Regions from separate parts of the Sus scrofa genome. Here region 1 is linked to region 2. A link is a contact called in public HiChIP or PLAC-seq data. All regions are on one chromosome and are shown on one strand. The core of a region is the stretch at or near the end of the contact, and the rest is flanking DNA. Distances in the headings are between cores, read along the strand shown.

Region 1 (7,342 bases), core at 74-2,573, 150 kb after region 2:
CTGCCCACATACCACATGGCCAGGACTGGACGGGCATGTGCCAGAGATAGGGCCCTGCTCCTCCTCTCAAAGGGGAGTGTGCACACCTGAGATGCTATGGCAGCCCCTCCCCTAACCCCTCTATGGTGCAAACATATGAGGAAACATGAGCTAGACCTTAGGGAGGTGCAGTTTTTAAGCAGAGGGCTGAGCCGTGAGTAGCACAAGGCAGAGAGTGGATCCAGTTGGTGGGACAGCAGGTCTTAGGAGAGGAAATGACGTGCCAAGTCCCCCAAGGCTCCTGGCTCCTTCCAACAACTGTGGTCTACAGAGACTGGAACCCAGAGGAGAGCGATGGAGAGTCTGGCACCCAGGTGAGCTGCAGGGGGCAACGGGGTGGCCATGCCTGGCCCATGAGCCATGAGAACAGGGCCTCCACCTTCAGGATGTGGGGAGCTGATGGGGTGCATTGAAGAAGAATTCCCAGCACTGTTTCTCCTGCTCACATCCTACGGCCCATCAGTGCTGCCTTCCCCAGACTCAGCAAGACAAACCACTTACCAACATGAGTGCCCATGGTGGACTCTGTGCCAGGGTCAAGGCTGGTATCAAGATGCTGAGACCAAGACCCTGACCCCAAGGAGCTCTCCTAGGAGTGGGGTGGATGGACCTGGAGATGGGTCATCTCTTTCTGCAGCGGGGAGCAAACCTCTTCCTGTGGGAGAAGTGGAGCACATCTGGAGAGGAAATGAGACTCGAATGGGTCTTGTGAAGGAAGCCATTCTGGTCATGACGCTGGGGGGGTCCAGAGGTAGGAAGGACATGGTGAGTTTGAGACCAGGGTTTGGAGGGAATGTTCTATTGGGCTGTATGTCTCCTTACCCCAAAACATTTGAGCCTCCTTACTGACCCAAGCAAGTGGGTGGCTGATTGGAAACATATGTTGGAACAAGTCTTCTGTTGGTGCAGGATGGGGGCTTCAGTCCAAGCACTGTGCTGAGAAGGGAGCTGGCTGAGAGGGAGGGTGCTGGGCTGATCCCTCTTCAAGGAAGAGCTCCATCCCCTGGGATAGACAGCCAGCCACGGATGCCAGGTTCTGGCTTCTCCCCTGCCTCTTGGATGTGCCGTCCCTGGGAGAGTTCTAGACCCAAAAGCTAGTCTCTAAAAAAAAAAAGACTCATACCTGCCCAGGGTCCCAGGGGATTCTGTGCCCTGCACTCGCCTCTGGCCTCAGCTGCAGCCAAGGTCTCCCGACCATGGCCCAACTCCCAGTAGCCACCTTAATCACACGGTATAAGCATCTATTTTAGTTACATAAACAGAGTTGTCTACATTTGGACTCCGGGGCTAGCTGCAGGAATTTGTAAACAGCGTGGTGTACGCGTTTCACAGAAAGTTGCCAGGACGAGCTCCTTTCCCACTGCCTGTTGTCCAGTTTTCCCTTTTATAGAGAGTCTGGCTGGGAAAGAGAGACGGAACTTATTTGGGAATAGAGGACAACCTCACAGGCGAATTCCTCCCTCCCGCTCCCACTGCCTCCTCTTCGGAACCGTTGAGGGTCTGGGGTGGAACTCAGCCTGCTCCTGAAGTTCTGAGTCCTTCCTAAACACTAGCCTCTGATAAATATAAATGTAAACCTCACGGAACACAAATTTGGGGAGATTTTATTCTTGGAAGGGTAACAAGGAATTTTGGAAATTTGCGGCAGGTTCTAAAAATGTTGGACACTGTCGTCTCCACCAGGGCCAAGGCCCCGTGGGGCATTACGATGTCGCCTTTGCTACTCCTGCCTAAGAGATTGTTCAGCATCAGGCAGAGGCTGGTAAGATTCTAGACTGAAGATATACGATTTAGGGCCACAGAGAAGTGGAGCCTCAAGGGGGAAGTGGGGGGGCCTTCATTTCTCTTCTTTCATGGAATAATCACTAATGAAGCGTCTGTTCAGATTAGATGCTCTGTTCAGCACTGCGGGCCTTAGAAGATATATAACAAATCATTGGCACCAAGAGTTCTCCTGTGGTGCAGTGGGTTAAGAATGCCGTATTGTTACAGCAGTGGCTTGGGTTCTGGAAGTTCCCTGGCCTGGGAACTTCCACCTGCTGCTGGCGTGGCAAAAAAACCAAAACCAAACCAAACTTTGGTGAAAGGTGAGAACATTAAGAGTCACGTAGATAGGTTTGGAATGGCCAAGGGAGTCGAGTTTTACTTAACACATGCATGTCTGCTGGATGAATGAGTGAATTAATCAACGAATGTGTAATAAGTGTGCCACTGCGAAGGAAGCCCGCTGCAGTGGTTGGCCCTAATCTGAATTTCATCGTAAGTTAACTTTTACTCAGACCCTAAAGCTAGCATCGCAAACTGTCCGGTTTTATCTGGAACCCAGGGGTTCCCAGGGCACAGGATGGGAAAAGAATTCCAGAGGCAAGCCAGCACAAGTTGGTCACCCTGCTTGAAACTTCAAAGAAAAGAACTAGGAAGAAGGAAAATTCTTGTCGAAGACATATCTGAATCAGGAAAATAAGAGGTCAATGGGACATGCGGCATATATGCAGCAGCTGTGTCTCTCAGGTTTTAGTACGGGAGAACAAGAAAGCAGAAAATAATTCATCCACATAGAAAGAAACCGGGCAATTCATGGGTTAGGAGGAACTGGACATTGACAAACAAAACAGGAGGACTTCAGTTCTCAAAATATTCTCCAGGCTCAACAGTCAGCAAAGCTACAGGTAGATTTGAACTTCTATCACATAGAGAACTGCAGAGAAATGCATGGCTTTTAATGGCTCAAAATGCTCTATGGGTCTGAAACAGTTATCTATATTCCAGGAGCATCCATATAAGGAAAAGTTGAAGTTAGAATAAGCAGCAATTTAAAGCAATTGGTGTTTAGTGCAAAGGTTCTATCTTCTACCTCAATGTACTTTTCTTCTTCCTGTAAAATGGAACCCTTTCAGAAAGAGGCGTGGATGTTAATATTCAGCGATGTGCTTTTTAAGCAAGCAAGGATGTCTGCTCTTTTCATAAAGAGCTTAATGTGCTGGAAATGCTGTAGTTGAGTGGGAAGCACCAGGATTTGAGATTCAGTGGAGGGCTTCTGAGAGGTCTGGCAGGTCCACGCAACGAAAAAGCTCAGCTTTGGCGCCACCTGGTGCCAGCTACTTAAATTTCAGCTATAACACCCAAGAAGAGAGAGGCCCGTTGCTCAGAAAGGGACAAGAAAAGGCACTTAGACCACCAGAAACAATATTTTATGCTTTTTGTACTGTGAGCAGTTGTGCAAAAGAATAACCCAGAACTGGTTCTTTTATTTTAAAATTGTTGGGTCCAAGGAGTTCCCATGATGGCTCAGTGGAAACGAATCTGATCGTTTGCATCCATGAGGATGGTGGTTTGATCTCTGGCCTTGCTCAGTGGGTTAAGGATCTGGTGTGGCTGTGGCTGTGGTGTAGGCTGGCAGTGGCTACAACTCTGATTTGACCCCTAGCCTGGGAATCTCCATATGCCACGGGTGTGGCCCTAAAAAGAAAAAAAAATTGAAATTTTTGAATCCAAGATTATGACTTCTGGTAGTCATTTTTTTTCCTCATAGGTCAGTGGTGAGATGAGCTTGCAGGTTAGGTAGAGACCAGAGGGGTGGTGCATGGATGCCCTACACATTGCCTAGAACACAGGCGGTGCTCAATAAATGGACATAGCTGAGCTAGTGGCAACGGCTGTAGATATTATTGATGGACGGGGGGCAGATTAACCTTTGAAAGCTGGTCTAGTCATGGTCTGCAACTTCAGACAATAATTGAACTTTGATGCTTTTAGTAATTTCCTGAGAGAAGTTATTGCAACGGTTCATTAAAAACCATGTGACCAACAACAACCCAATTGAAAAATGGACAGAAGACCTGAATAGACATTTCTCCAAAGAAGATACACAGATGGCCAACGGGCACATGAAAAAATGCTCAACAGCCCTAATTATTAGAGAAATGCAAATCAAAACTACAATGAGGACCACCTCACACCAGTCTGAATGCCCATCATTAGTAAGTCCACAAATAACAAATGCTAGAGAGGGTGTGGAGAAAAGGGTACCCTCTTGCACCATTGGTGGGAATGTAAGTTGGTACAACCACTATGGAAAACAGTATGGAGGTACCTCAGAAAACTAAATATAGAACTGCCATATGACCCAGCAATACCATTCCTGGGCATATAGCCAGACAAAACTTTAATTGAAAAAGATACAATGCAATTATGTTCATTGCAGCACTCTTCACAAGAGCCAAGACATGGAAACAACCTAAATGTCCATTAACAGGTGAATGGAATAAGAAGATGTAGTATATTTACACAATGAAATACTACTCAGCCATAAAAAAAAGAACAAAATAATGCCATTTGCAGCAATGTGGGTGAAACTAGAGACTCTCATAATGAATGAAGTAAGTCAGAAAGAGAAAGACAAATACCATATGATAACACTTACATCTGGAATCTAATATGTGGCACAAATGAACCTATCTACTGAAAAGAAACAAACTCATGGGCATGGAGAACAGACTTGTGGTTGCCAAGGGTGAGGGAGCAGGGGTGGGATGGACAGGGAGTTTGGGGTTAGTTGATGGAAACCACTGCATTTAGAGGAGATAAGCCATGAGATCCTGCTGTATAGCTCAGGGAACTGTATGTAGTCACTTGTGATGGAACATGATGGAAGATAATGTGAGAAAAAGAAGAGATACATATATATCTGGGTCACTGTGCCCTACAACAAAATTTGACATAACATTGTAAATCAAGTATAGTAAAAAATAAAAATTAAGGGAGTTCCCATCATGGCTCTGTGGTTAACGAATCTGACTAGGAACCATGAGGTTGTAGGTTCGATCCCTGGCCTTGATCAGTGGGTTAAGGATCCGGCATTGCCATGTGCTGTGGTGTAGGCCACAGACGTGGCTCGGATCCCGAGTTGCTGTGGCTCTGGCGTAGGCCAGTGGCTACAGCTATGATTGGACCCCTAGCCTGGGAACCTCCATATGCCATGAGTGTGGCCCTAGAAAAGACAAAATAATAATAATAATAATAATAATAATAATAATAATAATTTTAAAAAATGTGAGAATCTGCAAGTGCATCTGGAGACGGGTTTCTTCAATGGCAGCAAAACACAAGGTTGAATTTCCTGGGCAAGACTTTCCCCCGAGGCTTAATCAAAGCTCTTAGGTCATGTGCCCAACCTTTGACAAGTTTCCAGAGACATCAGGAAGAGGAGACAGCTCTGCCCAAGACTTTCAGTGGGCAAGCAGGGAAGATGGTAATTATGAAAGGAGACTTGGGGGAAGGGGAAATGAGGGGATCCTTTCTCAGCATCTTGGTTCCTCCCTGTGTAGAATCAATGGGCTGGACTAGAAAAACTTTAATATTCTAAAGTCTTAGGAGTTTGTAACCATGGATGTAAAACACAAAGCTTTGCTGATGAGGATATGGAGCAATCTGGAATTTTCACTCGTTGCTGGCCAGAATGTAAGCTGGTACAGCATTTCTGGAAACGAATCTAGCAGTTTCTTTTTCTTTTTAGGGCTTCACCTGTGGCATATAGAGGTTCCCGGGCTAGGGGTTGAATCAGAGCTACAGCTGCTGGCCTACACCACAGCCACAGCAACGCTGGATCCAAGCCTCACCTGTGACCTACACCACAGCGAATGGCAATGCCGGATCCTTAACCCACTGAGCAAAGTCAGGGTTGGAACGTGTGTCCTCATGGATGCTAGTCAGATTCGTTAACCTCTGAGCCACGACGGGAACTCCTAATTTAGCAGTTTCTTATCAAACTAAATAAGCATCTGCGGTATAACCCAGGAATACCACTCTTGGGCATTTATCCCATAGAAATGAAAACTTACGTCCACACTCACACCTGTATATGGATGCTCAGAGGAGCTCTATTCACAATAGCAAAAACCTAAAAAAAATTCAGATGTCCTCTAGCAAGTGAAAGGTTAAGCATCCCTATAATGGAACACGCCTCAGAAATGAAAAGAAATTAGCTCTTGACACACATGACAATTTGGATGGATCTTACAGGTATTATGCTGAGTGGAGCGGGGGAAAAACCAGTCTCAGAAAGTTATAGACTATAATTCTATTTATAGAACATCCCAAAATGACAGGTTTATAGAGAGTGACCAGGGGATAGAGAGTGGGAGAGAGGGGTGCAAGTGGGGGAATTTCTTGGTGGTGAGGGGGCAGCTGTGTACCTTGATTGTGGTGGTATTTCCTTAAATCTCTACATTAGAGGAAATTGTACCAAAACACACACACACACACGAATGTAGGTGAAATGGTGGAATCTAAATAAAGTCTGTGGTATACACACATACACACACACACCACACGCACACACACTTACCTATGAATGTAGGGAAATGGTGAAATCTAAATAAAGTCTGTGGTCTAGTAACTGCATTTACTGATGTTGATTCTTTGATACTTTGTTACAGTTACCATAAGATGTTACCACTGGGGGAGGGTACAGGAGATTCAGCATTTTTGTAACTTCCTCTGAGTCTGCAATGGTTTCAAAACAAAAATAATTTTTAAAAACAATGAATAGGAGCAAAGCGGTGGGATCCAAGCTGCCTCTGCAACCTACATCACGGCTCACGGCAACACCTGATCCTTAACCCACTGATGGAGGCCAGGGATCAAACTCATGTCCTCATGGATACTAGTCATGTTCGTTAACACTGTGCCACCTCAGGAACTCGGAATACAGCTATTTCTTGCCTATCAAAATAATAACAACAACAACAATAAGCAATGAATAGAATGGTTGTACCCATTCCTCTCTAACATAAAAATTTAAAAGGGAATAAGCCCGAACCTTGTTGAGGGCTACTGACAGTTAGTTCCTGCAGGGAGGCGAGCCCACCCGCCCAGAGCAGGGCAAGGCCATTTCTTCGGAATTTGCGGAACTGACCACGTGGGGACTGCGCTGCTTTGTGAGCCTGGCTGGCTTGACAGCGATGTGGGGACACCGTGTGGTCACTTTGAATACTGCAGCCTCTGGTTTAGATTTTCTTTTTCTAGCCTGAGCCCAGGAGAACCTATTCTGAACATCCTGCCTAATCAGGCTTGAAAGACCCTCAACTAGAAACTGGTCATCAGGAATTCTCCAGAGGTGGGCAACAGGTTCCTCTGGGACGTCCCTTTTCTGGATAGTCCTAAAGTTGTGCTATCTCCTTGAGGCCGTTAATCTGAAGCAAATTCCTTTTTTTTTTTTTTTTCAAGGCCACACAGTAGCATAGGGAAGTTCAGAGCCATAGCATAGTTGAATCAGAGCCACTGCTGCCAGCCTAACTGCAGC
Region 2 (7,624 bases), core at 90-2,589:
ATACAATAAGACCTCATTGTTCTCCATTCTAAATGTAATAGTTTGCATCTGAACATCATTGCTTTTTATGCCAGAGTAATATTTCATTGTATGGATATGCTCCCATATTTTATTTATCTGATCATCTGTTGATGGACACGGGTTATTTCCACATTTTGGCTACTGTGACTAATGCTGTAATAAACATTCCCGTACAAGCATCTGTTTGGAGTACCCATTTTCAATTCTTTTCAATGTACACCTGGGAGTGGAGTAGCTGGGTCACAAGGTAATTCTCCACCTAACTTTTGAGAAACGTATTAACACCATTTTTTTTTTCTCAGCCATACCCATGCAGAAGATCCCAGGGCCAGGGACGGAACTCCTGCGAGACGCCAGATCCTCAACCTGCTGAGCCACCAGGGAACCCCATAACCCCATTTTTAAAAGTAAGGAATCTGAGGCTCAAGGAAATTGAGTTGTCTAAGGTCACATGACTAGTAAGTGACACAGCCGGCACTAGGACCCAGAAGCTAATACTGCTGTCATTCTAAGGACCCTGACCTGAGGGGAACATCATTCATTCACTCGCCAAACATCCCCCAAGGGAGCGAGCTGGCCTTTGTGGCAGCTTCAACAGTAACTCTCAGAAAGGAACTTCCTAACGCCAGAAACTTCAGCAGAGAACAAAACAAGGGGAGTATTTTAATCATAAATCAACAGGAGTTGCTCACACATAAATCCCATTATGCAGACAATCTATCTGAGCACAGCGACGGTCTCTCAAGGCTCGCTGCACATTTAACGTCAGGGTATGAAGTTCGTGCTGATTCTCCAACCGTCAGAAAAGAGCCACTTTTCCCTATTTCTGGTTTTAACTGTCTGCATTTTTGGATTGACCCTGGGGGGGAGGGGAGTGCGTGGAAACGGATTCGGTTCTGAAGTTCCGATTCGATGGAGAAGCCTGTGCCAATCACTGTCCAAAGAGAAACTCTTGGCGGCATGGCTGCTCAAAGGGTTAAATGCCAGGGCCAGACGGAGACTAAAGGGGGAGTGGGTGTTGGCGGGCGAATTCGGGATGCGGAGGCAGCAGGACTTGGGCATTGGGAATCTTATTTTCCAGTGGTTTCTAAGGGAATTTTACTATGAAGAGGCAAATTCTAATCTCCCTCGCCCTTTCCCGGCTCACTGGAGCATTTTCTGTGTAGAAAGGTGACATCCAAAGGCTGGAGCTTAGCTGGGTTTGAAAACAGACGCCGGCTCCCCCCTCCCACCCTCCCTCGACTCCCCTCCCTGGCCCCGCTGACCTGATTAATCAGAACCCTGCCAAGCCCACTGAGGAGGGCTCCCAGGCTAATCTAATCTCCGTCCCCAAGCGGGGACAGACACCCCCGCTCGGCCAATGAGACGCAATTGTGCAAGCTCGGCCGGGCGGTGGAAAATTCCATGCGCCGGGCGGGCGGCTGCCGCGGCCCCTGGCGGCGGCGCGCGCTCAGCATCCTGCATCCCCGGGTCTCTGGGTCCCCACGTCCCTGGGTCTTGGGCCGGGCCCGCTGCTTCGGGAGCCCCTCCAAAGCCGCCCAGTTTCGGGGCACTTTCAGGCCAGTCACCGTGCAGGAGCTGTTTTTGTTTTTGTTTTTGTTTTCTCTCAAGTTACCCCCACCTCTCTGCGAGAGGAGCTGTCAGCAAATCAAAGAGAGGCTGGCGAGGGTGTGTGTGTATTGGGGGGAGCCCTGTGGTGGCATTTCCCCCTCTGGTGAAGAGTGTGCTGGGGGTGTGTGTGATATCAGCCACCGTCCCCAGCCCCCGCCTTGCCCACCGAAGCCATTAAGTCCTGCCTGCAATCGCCCCTCGGGTTCCTCGTCAGGGCTTTACAACCCAATAAGTATGCGGAGAATGAATGAATCGACCACCTTTCTAGATCCATCCACCAGGAACTACTGGCACCCCTTTGGAAGTGGCTGGTGGGTCCTAGAGAGCGAAGGGTTTAGGAATCGGCAAAGGTGTGTGTATATATAATAAGGGAGCCTGGAGACCCAGAGCTGCAGAGGAACCTAAGGTAATAGGATCCGTGCCCTGATCCAGAGACGCACAGAAAATTCCAGGGAGGCACATCTTGCTCCGTCTGCCATTGCGCGGAGGAGGGGATCCTGATCCGAGATGGAAGGATAGGAGCTAGCCAGGCAAAGAAGGGGGAGGAGCGGGGAGCCTGAGTTCCAGTCCCCGGAGTGAGGCTGCTGCGCAGGCCATAGCGTTTCTAGCGTTTCTACTAAGCTGGGCTGTGTTAAGAGATCGCTATCTTAACTCCACGTGAAGCCCTGCAATAAATCCTCATGATTTCAAGGATTCCAGGCCTGTTTCTGCTCCTCGCAGTGTAAAAGAGCCTAGTGAACACAGTCCAAAAATCAGAATGCAACCTTGCCTCTGAGCGCCTCTGCCAGAAGACATCACAAAAGCTTCTCCTGAGATTGGAACGGGGAGCGGGATCGTGGGCCTCAGCCCTGTGGGAGGGGAAAGGAGAAAATAAAGACAAGTATGAGGCTTCGGGAGGACCCCGTAGGACAGAAGGCTAAGAAAGGGCCGTCCTGGGCCTGAAATAGGTGAGCTGAGCTGAGGTTAAGAAGACAGGAAACCCTGGCTGCCCTAGTTCTGCTAGCGACCTGCTGAAGATTCTGGAAAAGCTCCCACAGTTCCCTGAGTCTTAGTTTTTAACCTCTGTAAAAATCCATATAATAACAATTCCTGAGACAACGAAATGAGACAAAAGACAATGGAATTATGTCTCTAAGACTGTTTGTTAAGGAATCTATGGAAGTGTTTTTTTATCCGCATGCATAAACAATAGACATGGTTAAGTTGAATTAACTTAGACCAAGAGTCACTGCTACATTAATATATGGCTACATGTATTAAGGTAGTCGATAAATATTTATTGAACAGCTCTTATGGGCCCAGGGATACAGCACTGAAGACAACACAACAATCCCTGCCTTTGGGAAGATCCTACTGTCTTAGGGGAGACAGATGATAAATAAGAAAGCAAGAGTATTTCAAGTGGTGATAAGTGATGAAAAAACAGCAGGAGAGAAGGATGGGGGGTGATTTTGAATAGGGCCAGGAGAAAGAGCCTCATTGAGAAGGTGGTCTTGGAGCAGATGACAAGGAGGTGAGGGGGTGAGCCCTGTGGATTTCTGGGGAAAGAACATTCCAGATGTGTGTGGGGGGCGAGGGCAGAGAGTGCAAAGGCCCTGAGGTGGGACTGTGGTTCTCCCTGTTGGAGGAGCAGGCACTATTGCTGGAGGGGAGTGGGTGATGAGGGTGGGATTAGGGGCTGGCGAAGTGAGATGGGGAGCAGGGGTTAGGAAAAGCTTGATGGGCTTTGAAGGGCCCTGGCTTCTGCGGTGAGGGTTCTGGATGGTCACTGGACAGCACTGCTGAGGCTCCCCCTTGGGTCTTATGACTGCAATGCAACTTTGGACTCCGAGAAGCCGCCGGCAAGCCTTTATCAAAAGCTTTGCTGTGTTCGAGCGTGTGCTGGGGGCTTTGGAGAATAGAAGGAAGTAGAATGCAGATCCCGGGTTCCAGGAGGCCACAGTCTTATTGGGAATGTGGTTTAGCTATAACGCAGTTGCTCATACTCACTAAATTGCAAGGAGGGGGCTCTGAAAACAGGAGGAAACTGGGGAGCTCTGAGAATCCTAGGAGCAACCTGGGATTGTGCTGGGATCTAAGCTGGGGCCCATCGTGATAGCCGGTGGACCCAGGCAGTGCCAGAAGTTGAGAAGCAGAAAGGGGCCCTCTTCTCCCGGTGGGTGGGTGGGTGGGGGTGGCCTGCAGCCCCTGGCAGCCCCTCACTTGCAGGCCAGTGTTGCCAGCCTGCGGTTGGGCTGCTTAGACAGTCCTCCACGTGGAAAGAAAAAGCCTCACAAAGAAGTAAATGACTTCCCCCGTTGCTGGATGGATGGACTCCTCCCTGAGGAAATCACAAAATGGAATCAGGTGTCTGGGCTGCGGCCCTCCCGTCTTTAACTAGGCCAGTCCCGGGTCCTGGGCCAAGGGCCTGGGGGCAGCTGCATTCTGCTGACAGGCCTGTCTCCTTTCCAAGTCTCTGCCTCCCCCCACCCTCCTTGCTTTTGTAATCTTGTCGAGGCCTCTCACGACGTGAGAAGGGCAATGGGGTGGGGGGGGAAATAGAGAAATTTGATGAGGCCAGTTTTGAAAATCCCACAATGCCTCGCTCCTCAGAACTCTTTGCAGAACTGGCCAGCTGGCCCAGGGCTCCCTCCCAGCCGCTCTAGAATGCGGCCGCGGTGGCCCCTCACAGGTACTTGCGCCTCCTTTGCCTGGTGGTCAGGGACTCCATTCTAAAACCACAGGATTCATCACTTCAGCGAGTCCCCGCCCTGGGCATCCAGCTCTACAATCACCCTTGACCTCCTTGCACAGGCCTGAGCAAGTCCTGGAACCTTCAGAGACTCAGCCACGCCCCCCTCACCCCCACCCCGCGGGCTCTGTGAAACCAAGACAACCGCGCATGCTCACTGCTCAGCTCAGCAGGCGCTCTGCTGCTCCCGGGGCCAGGGGCAGAGAGAGGGGCCATTGTCCCCTACTTCCTTCTCTTAGCTAGATGTTTTATTTATTTAGCGTTTTGAATAAGTAATATAACATATGGTTCAGAAAATCAGCAATTATAAACCATTACACAGTGGAAAGCGGACTTTCCCTTCTGCTTTGTTCTTACTCCTCCGCCCCCCAAAGGTAGCCACTGTTACTGTTTATCTTTCTAGAGATTTTTTTCCCCTTCTTTTTGCACATACACACAAATTGAATATATAGCCCCCCCCAATTATTTTTTCCGCTTGCTTGATCCAGCGTTCTGGATCTTGTTTCAAGTTAACAATATGACAGCGATCTTCCCATAGTGGTACCTAAAGCATGTCATCAATCGTCTCTACTGATGGTTTCTGTCCAAACTGTGCCCAAAGACTTCCCTATAGATGGACATTTAAGGTGTTGTAATCTTTGGCTTTCAAACCATGTTGCCGTGGATGACTTTGTAGTTCTTCATGGAGCGCACGATTAAGTTTATGCAGTAGGTTAATTCCTAAAAGTTAAATGGCTGAGTCGAAGGGTAAATGCAGGGAGTTCCCCGTTGTGATGCAGCAGAAACAATCCGAGTAGAGTCCGTGAGGGTGCAGGTTCAATCCCTGGCCTCACTCAGTGGGTCAGGGGATCATGGGTTGCCATGAGCCATGGTGTAGGTCGCAGATGTGGCTTGGATCCTGCCTTGGTGTGGCTGTGGCGTAGGGTGGCACCTGTAGCTCTGATCCGACCCCTAGCTGGGGAACTTCCATATGCCACTGGTGCAGCCCTAAAAACCAAACAACAACAAAAAAAGAGGACAAATGCGTCTGTAATGCAGATATTGCCAAATCTCCCTCTGGGAGATGTGTCAATTTCTACTTGGGGGAGCAATGTAGGAGGGAGGGACTGTGCCTGCCTTTCCGCAGCCCACCAACAGAGTTGGTTTTCAAACTTTGGATTTTTGCCATTTCTGGTAAATTTTAAAATAATCAATATGGTTTTAATTTGTACATTTCTTATTATGATTGACATTGAGTATATTTTCATACGCTTAAAAACCAGCGATATTTCCCTGTAAACTGTCCATACACATGCACATCCTTGTATTGTTTTTTGTTTTGTCTTGATTCTCATCAATTTGCAGGAGCTCTTACACAGTATTGGGAAAAGTAGCCCCTTTTAATATGAATTATATACAGCTCTCATTTTGTCTTATTCTTGTTGACTTTGGCTGTTTTTAAAAATTAGTTTGGTTCCTGCCATGCAGAAGTTTTTGATTTCTATGTAGATGAAATTCTCAACCATTTATTTTTTTGGATTCCAGAGTTTGAATCATAGCAAGACCTTCCTCATCTCCCATTTCTGTTTTAGTATATGTATGGTTTTTCTTTTTACATATAAATCTTTGACACAGTCGGATTTTATTCTACTGCAGATGCAAAGTTTATCTAAAAAATGTCATTAACACACTTTTTGCATAGTCCATCTTTCCCCGTGTATTTGAAGTGCCACCTTTATTTTAAACAACATTTCCATGTGTATTTTGGTATTTTTTAGAATTTTTAACTCTGGGCCATCTTTTAGTCCAAAAAGTCATATTCTACTATTACAATGTTTTAATTATTGAAGATTTTAAGTGTATTTTAATGTATGATACAGCTATTCCTTCTTATTTTCTTTATCAGCATTACCTAGGCTATTGTTTATTTTTCCATGTAAAAGTTAGAGTCATCTTGTATATATAAAAATTTCCTTTCATATTTTTATAGTGATAATACTTTGTAATTAACATTTATATGTTAAGAAAATTTGCATAAAGCCAGATCTTTGTATAGAAGAATGTGGTATGTCTTTTCATTTATTCGTCCCTTCACTCTTTTTTCCTCTTAGGAATGTTTAAAAGGTTATATAAGTCTTATGTGTATCTTTTAAGATTACTTTATTTACTTATTTATTTAATTTTTAAATTTTTTTTATCTTTTAATTTTTTATTTTTTTATTTGAGGAGTGTGCACATATTCCATAATTATTTTTAATTACAACAACAATAAAAACTCCATTAATGAAGCAAATATTGTTAGAAACTAATTAGGAAAACGTGGTAGAATTCAAATTGGAAACAGTTTGAATTGACAATTCTGAGTGCATAGTGGTAAGAAACTATCTATCATACAGTAATTAAAGAACATTTTAAATCTTACCCTTCAGCTGTATCTTCATAGCTCTTTTATAATTGTAGGTAACTAGCTAGTTAACTAATTCCAAAGCAAATATATTCATCACTGTACACAATTTTCTTTTCATGTTCAATAATATCTAGTGATTGGTTTGCATGGTTTAGGAAGAATGCCTGTTCTTTAAATTTTTTTTTTTACAAAATAAAACACATATATTTAAACACAATTACATTCACACAGATTATTATATCATGGCTCTTAAGGAACATATTAAGCGACTCTCTTTGGAGAAGTGGAATGGAAAATATGCTGAGACAAATAGGAAATTTATTCTATACTTTATCCCATTTTGAATGACTTTCATCTTTACTATTTAGTATTATCTATTACATTTTAATTTTTCTTTAAAAATTAGCATTATATTAAAATTGTGTCTATTATGCAACTAAAATTTATAAAGAAGAAAGCCTTAAATACCATTAAATATTTTATATAGCATAATAAAAAAGATAACAACTGGTAAGAATAACAAAAATAATACACCCTCTGAAAATAAGTAAAATATAAAATGCATAAGTTGGTTAAAAAACAGTGTAACTATATAAATATGTCCTCACAATTTGTTACATCTCATTGATTCTTTTTGGTTTTTTTGTTTGTTTGTTTGTTTGTTTGTTTTGTTGTCTTTTTGCCTTTTCTAGGGCCACTCCTGCGGCATATGGAGGTTCCCAGGCTAGGGGTCTAATTGGAGCTGTAGCCACTGGCCTACACCAGAGCCACAGCAACGTGGGATCTGAGCCGCCTCTGTGACCTACACCACAGCTCATGGCAATGCCGGATCCTTAACCCACTGAGCAAGGCCAGGGATCGAACCCACGCCCTCG

The links. HiChIP or PLAC-seq counts read pairs in DNA pulled down with a chosen protein or histone mark.
Region 1: an H3K27ac HiChIP or PLAC-seq map of skeletal muscle shows a contact between it and region 2, with 9 times the contacts expected there. The contact joins two enhancer-like sites. A contact is called at or near these places in 14 of 47 Hi-C or Micro-C datasets (alveolar macrophages, brain, embryonic fibroblasts and 9 more) and 1 of 2 datasets of contacts at active chromatin or transcription factors (skeletal muscle).

Annotation. Positions count from the first base shown.
Region 1 is chr13:197,958,733-197,966,074 of Sscrofa11.1, forward strand. No RefSeq gene overlaps it. Among named protein-coding and RNA genes, the nearest start is that of KCNE2, 17 kb to the right of the region's middle. Within about 2 kb of position 1,324, at least 12 of the 83 cell types and tissues checked have an H3K27ac peak or open chromatin away from gene starts, as enhancers often do. A contact at or near this core is called in retroperitoneal adipose tissue, skeletal muscle and subcutaneous adipose tissue, where this site is marked.
Region 2 is chr13:197,811,337-197,818,960 of Sscrofa11.1, forward strand. No RefSeq gene overlaps it. Among named protein-coding and RNA genes, the nearest start is that of SLC5A3, 130 kb to the left of the region's middle. Within about 2 kb of position 1,340, at least 52 of the 83 cell types and tissues checked have an H3K27ac peak or open chromatin away from gene starts, as enhancers often do. A contact at or near this core is called in retroperitoneal adipose tissue, skeletal muscle and subcutaneous adipose tissue, where this site is marked.